Linked DNA regions of Zea mays: region 1 is linked to region 2. The links are chromatin contacts, called in public Hi-C maps. All regions are on one chromosome and are shown on one strand. Each heading gives the region's core, a stretch centred on a gene start, on an enhancer-like site or on the middle of the called end of the contact. The rest is flanking DNA. Distances are from core to core; before and after follow the strand shown. Region 1 holds the start of LOC100272776. Region 2 holds the start of LOC103635738 (E3 ubiquitin-protein ligase KEG).

Evidence for each region. A called contact is a pair of places that touch in the nucleus more often than the background predicts.
Region 1: a contact with region 2 is called in a Hi-C map of tassel, with 4 times the contacts expected there. The contact joins the promoter of LOC100272776 here to the promoter of LOC103635738 in region 2. A contact is called at or near these places in 19 of 25 Hi-C or Micro-C datasets (bundle sheath, ear, endosperm and 6 more) and 1 of 3 datasets of contacts at active chromatin or transcription factors (leaf).

Annotation. Positions count from the first base shown.
Region 1 is chr8:116,963,847-116,968,128 of Zm-B73-REFERENCE-NAM-5.0, reverse strand. It overlaps LOC100272776, which reads right to left and starts at 2,601. Exons shown (of 7, transcript NM_001147229.1): 1 at 2,255-2,601. The coding sequence starts at 2,386.
Region 2 is chr8:116,635,747-116,640,171 of Zm-B73-REFERENCE-NAM-5.0, reverse strand. LOC103635738 (E3 ubiquitin-protein ligase KEG) reads left to right here and starts at 2,877. Exons shown (of 15, transcript XM_008658118.3): 1 at 2,877-3,951. The coding sequence starts at 3,224.

The DNA of each region.
Region 1 (4,282 bases), core at 1,352-3,851, 330 kb before region 2:
GATCCCCCTTGGAGACGAATTTCTGGCTTGGTTAAAAAATCTCCTCGCTGTGCCCTGCCAACTCCCGGGTTACGTCCTACGCGCCACCCTCCGGCTGGGCCGTTGCAGAGTGGGCGGTGATGGCCTGCTAGTGATGGGGGGCAGGGTTCGGGGATTTTCTCGGCCGGGACCATGTTTCGGTCTCTTCTTAATATAATACCGGGAGGGCGGTCTTTCCCTCCTCGACCGAGTTATATTAACCGAGCAACGATGGGTCATTTCAGAAAATTGTTAGATGATCTTGCTCTCAAAGAGATCCCCCTACATGGACGCAAATATACCTGGTCTAATCAACAGAGTCAGCCGACTCTTGTTAAGTTAGATAGAGTGCTTTGTTCGATTGACTGGGAGGAGATGTTTCCTAATGCTCCATTGCAATTTGCAGCATCAGAGGATTTTGTCATTGCCCTTTTGCGTTGGGTCTCAAGAATAACAAGGTTACTAAAAGGCGTTTTCGTTTTGAGTCCTTTTGGACAAAGATTGAGGGCTTTCATGAAGTTGTGCAGATTGCATGGAGTTCGATACCTGCCAGCCATTGCCCCTATCTAACCCTTGACTTGAAATTCAAGGCGACAGGTAAGGCTTTCAGAGATGGAATGACAAGAAGGTGGGACATATTAATTCCCAGTTGGAGCTTGCTAGAGAAGTGCTTCACCAGCTTCAGATTGCCCAGGAGGGATGTCTCCTTTCTACAGCCGAGAGGTGGCTGTTGATCAGACTGAAAAAGCATTTGCTGGCTTTAGCTTCACTCAAGCGCACTATTGCCCGCCTTAGATCAAGGATTTCATGGCTAAAAGAGGGAGATGCAAACAGTAAGTTGTTTCATTCATTTGCACGTTACAGGAAGAGGAAAAATACAGTTTCTAAGATCATTGTGGGGAACCAAGTTTTGAACCTTCTAAGAGGATTTGGAAAACTTGGGCACCGCCAAAATGTCGTTTCTTCATGTGGTTGGCTGCCCTTAAGAAATGTTGGACGGCTAATAAGCTTGAAAAGCGTGGGCCTGATCACCCAAAAAGATGTCCTTTCTTTGACCAGGAAGGGGAGTCAATTGACCATCTACTTGTGGCTTGTGTCTTCTCTAGACAATGTTGGTTCCTCATGCTTAGAAAATTTACGCTCCAAGGTTGGGCACCACAACCAAACAATCAAAGTTTCATGGATTGGTGGAAAGATGTCAGTGAAACTGTTGCTGGTCCTATCACTGAAGGTCTCAATTCCCTGATTATTTTGGGAGCATGGGTGTTGTGGAATCATAGAAATAGATGTGTTTTTGACAGCCAATCTCCTAGTATAAATGCAGTTTTATCTCATGTTGGAGAGGAGCGTCGGATGTGGGAATGTTCTGGAGCCAAGAGGCTGAGCTTCTTTGCAGCTGCCCCTACCCCTGCCACACCCTAAGGTGGTTTATAGTATTAGTTTGATAGATGGATCAATTTATGTATTATGTACGTTAGATCTTGGCCGCCGTAAGGCGGTTCTCTGTATCTCGGTCTATGTAGGGCCTGTACTTTCTTATTATTACTAGTCTATGTAAGGCCTGTACTTTCTTATTATTACTAATATAATGATACGCAGCTCTCCTTCATGTTAGAGAAAAAAATGCGAGCAAAAGCTATGTATAGAAAAGCCAAACATTCTCATAATTTGGAATGGAGGGAGTACAAAATATGAGTGAGCATTAAGAACAGCTGGAAAACTAAACTGTGGCGATCCTATCATGGCCACATATACTTCACTGAGAAGTGAGAAAAGAATAAACGGTGATAACACAACATAAAAGTTAAGACCAGTAAGAACACACCCCACATCTGTTGTCACCCTTACACACCTGGAATACACAAGTCAACCAAAAAAATCAATCCCAGTATCGAACAGAACATTCACATTGTAGTGTCTACAGTGACAGTTCAATCAACGCGCAGCTGAACAAAGCAACACCAAATCACCAAATTTATTCTCATCAGAGCGGATAGCAGTAGAACTACCACAGTCAGAGTCAATCCAGAGCGAAGCTCCAACCACTCAATGACCCCAATTCACAGAGCTACGCCGTGCAAAACCCTCTAACCCCGAAAGCTAAACCCCGCAAGCATCTGTCTACGGTCGAAGCTGGATTGATCGGACTAGCCAAGCTCTAACTCTCGAGTGGTGGCCGCCCGCAGATCAGGAAGGGAGGGTTTAGGTCTTTAGGAGATCGGTGTGGTAAGGGGACCTTGGTGTCGATGGCCTTGAAGACGACTCCATACGTGCCCTCGCCGAGGACCTCGCCCTTCTGGTAGCGATCCGCCAGGAGCTTCCCTCCTGCATCGTCGTCCCCGCTGCCGCTGTTGCCGGCGCTCGCCATGGGGGCGGGTCCCCAAGCACCTCCGCCTCAACCCGAGAGGGCGGCGGCGCGTCCGAGTGGAGCGGCGCACGCTGGGTCCAGCGGGTCGGCCCGGGCGTAGGCGGAGGCGACGGCGCGGGAGAAGGGAGCGGACGGCAGCACGCCTGGGCGAGGCGGATCGGGTGCGGTGGGCGGCGCGAGCTTTGTCCGGACTTTTGCAGCACTGCCGTTCGGCGTCCGGTTCCGGGGATGAAATGATTTTGGTTTGCGTTCACGTTATTGATTCCGGCTCTCTCTCTAGGTCGATTTTTCTGTTCGCGTGTCTACGAGTAGAGTTTCGACCGTTTGACGACGTGTGGGCAGGAGTTTACTATTTTCTCTTCACTTATCTATTTATTAGATATATACTCGTGCGTTGACACGAGAGTTAAAAATCTGTATAAAACATAATATATAACGACAACGGTCACTATGATATGTAAAATCCGTATAGCAAAATATTACCTTACACTAATTTATACTCTAAGTATAGACTGAATGCTTTGGTATCTATTCACAGTCGAAGATTTCACTGGAAAACTTGATTAATCATTCACTGTCAAAATGCAACTGAGAACACAACAAAGAACCCAATTTAGAAGGACGAGAAAGAACCAAATGCACACGGTTCAGCTCATCCTTCCGAATTGAACATCCATCAAAGCTAGCATAACATGGATATATGCATTGATAAGTAGGTTAAAATAACTCAAACAATCTGGGAGATAAATAATGTACTCCTGTGAGTAGCTAACACGACATTTGGTATTAGTTTCATATCCTTACTTTTCACATATGAGCATTCATATCTGCTAGTTATAAGCAACATGTTGTAAAAGTGTTGTGGAAATGATTGAGTAAATTTGACGGTAGTTGATAGTTAGTCATCATTTTCTATATATTGTGCACAAAGAGAAGTATGCCTAAGAATCTGGGTATATCTATTAAAAAACTTGACTAACATAGAAGGGTTTTTAATTAAGAACACATCCAAAAATTTGTCTCGACAATGACTTGGACTTGAGGGGTCGGGTCTGGGCGTACATGCATACTGTCGACCAACTAAGCTACACTCAGCTTCTTCAAATTTTTATTTTAATTAAAAATACATGCAAAAATTTGCCTCGACAAGAACGCATGCAGCATGAGCGGAGGGAGCCACAGGGCCTATCTTGGGCGACTTGCATGCAGCATGAGTGGATGAGGAGGGCACCCGTAGCTTGCATAGTTGCATGCTTGCATGCAGCGTAAGTGGGAGAGCAGGTACATGCTCCGTGTGATAAGGTGAGCGGGGGCACGTCTTGGTCTACGTTACCTTCTTAATAGTTAGTAGAGACTAGGTGAGTGCCCGTACGATGTGACGGGAGTAAATTTTTTTGTATAAAACATATATGTTACATTGCAAGAAAGGGATAAAATCAATCTGCATGAGATCCATCTTTATTGAAGAAAAGGTAGTTCATCCAAGGCGCCCAACAGCATGAATGGCTCTGTTATTGTGAATATCATATATACATAGTGTCAACATAAGGCAATTTGGAATGATAACATAGACCATTAAATTGGTTTCACAAAAATAAGGGTATATAAGAAAATAAATGTTGTTATAAGTGTTAATTGCATCTCGAAGAAACTGTTGGACTAATATCTATCTGGATATATAAAAAAGTACTCACTCCGTTTCGTTTTAGTTGTCGCTGGATAGTGCAAAATTGAACTATTCAGCGACAAATAAAAAGAAACGGAGGGAGTACTAATTAACTATCAGTTATGTAACACCTTAGTTGTAACCCGTGAAACCCATTTTAGATATACACACCAGAGCCGTGTAATTATTATGCTGGTTGGACTCTAAAACAAGGCACCAGGAAATCTTGC
Region 2 (4,425 bases), core at 1,628-4,127:
GAAATTTCTTGGTAAAGACAATTTTAGCGTTTCGAGGGTCCAATAATCATCTTTACAATGAACAAAGTGGAAATTTCTTGGCTTGTGTTGAAATGGTTGCAGAATTTGATTTGGTAATGCAAGATCACCTTAGACGAATTGAAAGAAAGGATATGCAAAATTGAGGTTGAGTACTTTCTGGGTTTTTTAAAGGTGGATGACACATCTGGTTTGGGGCTTTTCAATGTTTTGATTGATTCATTAGAGTCCTTTGGTCTTAATATTGATGACATAAGGGGTCAAGGTTATGACAATGGTTCTAATATGAAAGGAAAGCATCAAGAAGTACAGAAACAATTGCTTGATAAGAATCCAAGAGCTTTTTATATGCCATGTGCTTGGCACAGTCTTAATCTTACTCTTTGTAATATGGAAAAATCTTGTAGTAAAGTTGTTTCATTCTTTGGAATTGTGCAAATAATATATACATTGTTTTCAGGTTCTACAAAAAGATGGAAAGTTTTACTTGATCATGTGCCAAGTTTAACTGTGAAATCATTGTGCAACACTCGTTGGGAAAGTCGTATCAAAAGTGTGGCAACAATTAGATATCAAGCTCCTCATATAAGGGCGGCTTTGTTTGAGTTACATCATGCTTATGATACTGATCCCATGGCAAAGAGTGATGCAAAGAGTTTGTATGACTTGATTGGTACCTTTGAATTCATTCTTGGTATGGTTATATGGCATGATATTTTATATGCTGTAAATGTTGTGAGCAAGAAGTTGCAATCATCATCAATGTGTCTTCACTCTACCTTAGAGCAAATAGATGGTATAATGAGTTACTTTGACAAGTATAGAAATGAAGGGTTTGCTTCTAGTATGGTGGTTGCCAAGGATATTGCTTCTGTAATGGGTGTAGAGGCATCATTTCCAGTAAAGCGTCGTGCTCTAAGGAAAAAGCATTATGATGAAAATGATTGCAACAATGAGGCAAATCTACAAGGTGAGAAAGATTTTGAAGTAAATTACTTTTTAATTATGCTTGATATGGCAAGCAATTCATTAAAAAATAGATTTGAAGACCTCCAAGTATTCAATGGTATATTTGTGCCTCTTCTTAACTCATCATCATTGAAATCATTGGATCACATTAAACTCAAGGATTATTGTACCATGTTGGCAAAATCTTTCTCTGTCGATGATTCATTTGATTTTGAGGAAAATAATCTGACATCAGAGTTAAGAATACTGCAAATGACACTGCCAGATAGATCAATGTCTGATATGGAAATTTTTGAGTTTGTTAGGAGAATGGATTGCTATCCCAATATATTTGTTGCTTATCAGATATTATTTACTATACCAATAACTGTGGCATCAGTTGAAAGGGGCTTCTCAAAGCTTAAGTTATTGAAGAATTATTTAAGGTCTACAATGTCTCAATAAAGGTTAAACGGGCTAGCAACTTTATGCATTGAGAAGAAATTATTAGATGGTGTCAATATTGAAGCCATCATTGATGATTTTGCATCTAGAAATGTTAGAAGACATTTTTAAGTTGATCTCTTCAATATATTTGAGGTAATAATCTTACTTCTATTTTTTACTGTTCAAGTCTTTCTGTGGTACATTAAGTATAATTAGTTGATATATATATAATAGTAAAAACAATTTTATGGTGTTGGGGCCTCTGTTTATAATCTTGTCCTGGGCCCCTCAAAAGTCAGGAACGACCCTAGGTTCTTCGTCTCCACGAGCAGAGATCTAGGGCCGGCGGCGGCCATGCGCGGAGCGAGGAGGCGATGCGCTGCGGGGTGTGCGCAGGCGCAGGAGAAAATGCGTAGAGGAGAAACAAACGAAAAGGCAACCACAAGACACATACGTCCCATTTAAGGCTAACGCAAGAATCGGATGACAAAAAATTATCATGGTTAACTGTTTTCTTAATTAAACATATATAATGACAAAATTGTTAATTTTTTTTAAAATGTTTAGTAGATTTTTATGTTATGTATGAAAATTAAATTTGACAATATATGCAAAATGGAGAACAAAAGATGTAGTTTATGAATTCTGTTATCGCTGTAGATATAGAAGACTGAATTTAGAAAACGTTGCTGGATATACAAAAGATTTAGATGATGAACTCTTTAAGAGAATGCTGTAAAGGATAAAGTATATATATTCTTTTAGAGGATGCAATTTAGAGGATGTTGTTGGAGACGGTCTAATACTGAACGCCTCTGTCGCCCTATAAATGTGGAGGGCGCCCTCACTTTTGCTATGTGTCAAGGTCCATCCGCTCGCGCTTGTCAACTTTTGCAGCAAGCCTACGTGGACGCTCTCTTCTCATTTATTGCTCTTTTTTAATTCTAAAATAAAGTACTGCTCTTGCCGGTTTGAAAAACAATATTTTGTAGTGGGTCAATATTTTTCAGCGACTCTATTTTAACTCATTATTAGATCTACGATTTTGTCCAATACTGAATAAAAATGTATAAAATAAAGCCTGGTAGCATTTTTTTAAAAAAAAGATTAGTAATATAGGTTACCAAACGCAATTAATTTAATTAGTCCGTAATTCAATTTTGGCACACACACCAACTATTGTTGTATGCGTGTACGACATGAAAAATATAATACTAATGTCTGGTCATTTTTTGGTTAAATATGAACTATGCATAATTTTCTAAAAAATGAATACTGTTGATATAGAGAATTATTGATATAGAGAATGAAATTTAGAGTATGTTGCTGGAGATGAACAAGATATATAATATATAATTTTTTAGAGGATAATATAAAAGATAAAGAATATTTTTTTTTATAGAATGAGCAGATTTTTTTTCCGTCACAAAGCGGCAGTCGACAACGCTACCTCCATGGTCCATGCCGATGATGAGCTCATGAGAACCGTCACACGTCACCCGCGCTGCCAAAACACGCGCTCGTCGCAATTTGCAAGCGCAGGAACCAGGAGAAAGGTCGGCGGAGCGAGCAGGAAGGGCAACGCAGCGCTGCGTGTTGCTTGTCGTCCTTCCTTCCCCAGCCTCCCACCGCATCACCACCAACCCTCTACCTCTCACTTTCTGAAATTCCCACGTTGCTCTCCCGTCTTCCCTCCTCCCCTCCCCAAACCCCCACCCCAACGCCCAGATCTACCCTCCCCATTTACAGCTTTCTCTCCGGCCCTGCGCCCCAGGGCACCGCGCCGCCCGAAACCGTCGGCGCCGGCGCGATGCGCGTGCCATGCTGCTCGTTATGCAACGTCAGATATGACGAGGAGGAGCGGACGCCGCTGCTCCTCCACTGCGGCCATGGATTCTGCCGCGCGTGCCTCTCCCGCATGCTAGCGGCAGCCCCCGGAGCCACGCTGCCGTGCCCGCGATGTCGCCATCCGACCGCCGTAGGCAACTCAGTCTCTGCGCTGCGGAAGAACTTCCCCATTCTATCGCTCCTCTCCGCATCCCCCTCATCCCCGTCTTTCCTCCACTCCGACTCGGGGTCATCCTCCGACGGCTCCGAAGATGAGGATGACTTCTTCGCACGGCCCACTCGCCGCCCCGCGCCCGCGCCCGCCGCCGCGTCGCCCGGATGCAGCTCCTTCGACCTCGCCTCGCACCCGGACCTCAAGCTCGCCCGTCGCATCGGGAGCGGCCCGCCTGGGCCCGCCGGGCAGGACGTGTGGGTCGGCACGCTGTCTCGTGGCGGCGGCGGGGTCAAGCGGTGCAAGCACCAGGTGGCAGTGAAGAGGGTGCCCCAAACCGCGGGGGATGGGCTCGAGGTTGTTCAAGAGGAGGTGGAGCGGCTGAGGCGTGCCTCCACATGGTGTCGGAACGTGTGCACCTTCCATGGTGCTGTGAGGGTCGGCGGCCACCTCTGTTTCGTGATGGATCATTATGTCGGGTCTGTGCAGGCGGAGATGCGGCAGAATGGTGGACGCCTCACGCTGGAGCAGATTCTCAGGTGTGGCATTGCATCAAAATGTCGGTACTTAGTAATATTGTGCGGCTATTCTTTCTGCTGCTGTCTTACCAATAATCGCTGCAAACATATTACATTGCAACATAGCTGCTCTCTTTTATTATTACTCAGTAGTCAGCAAGAAGCATGCCTAGCTAGAACCTTCACTAAATGTGGCAAATTGTGTACGTGTAGTGTATGATAGCTTGCTTTGTGACATGTAAAGTGGTTGCCTTGTTAATGGCGTTATGCAGTTTGAACTTTGATTTCATTGGTTCTGCTAGCTGCTTTGTTTGTTTATCTTATATTGTTGTAAGGAAGGTAAACTTGCTCACAATTAATGGCCATCATATCGCTAGCCATTTCCGCGCAATTTCGTAATATTTTGTGAGTAGCATAACTTTGGCTTGCAATTTGCTTGCTGAGTCAATTACCATCAAGTTACCAAGCTGTGGAGCTTCATCTTTTATCTATTAT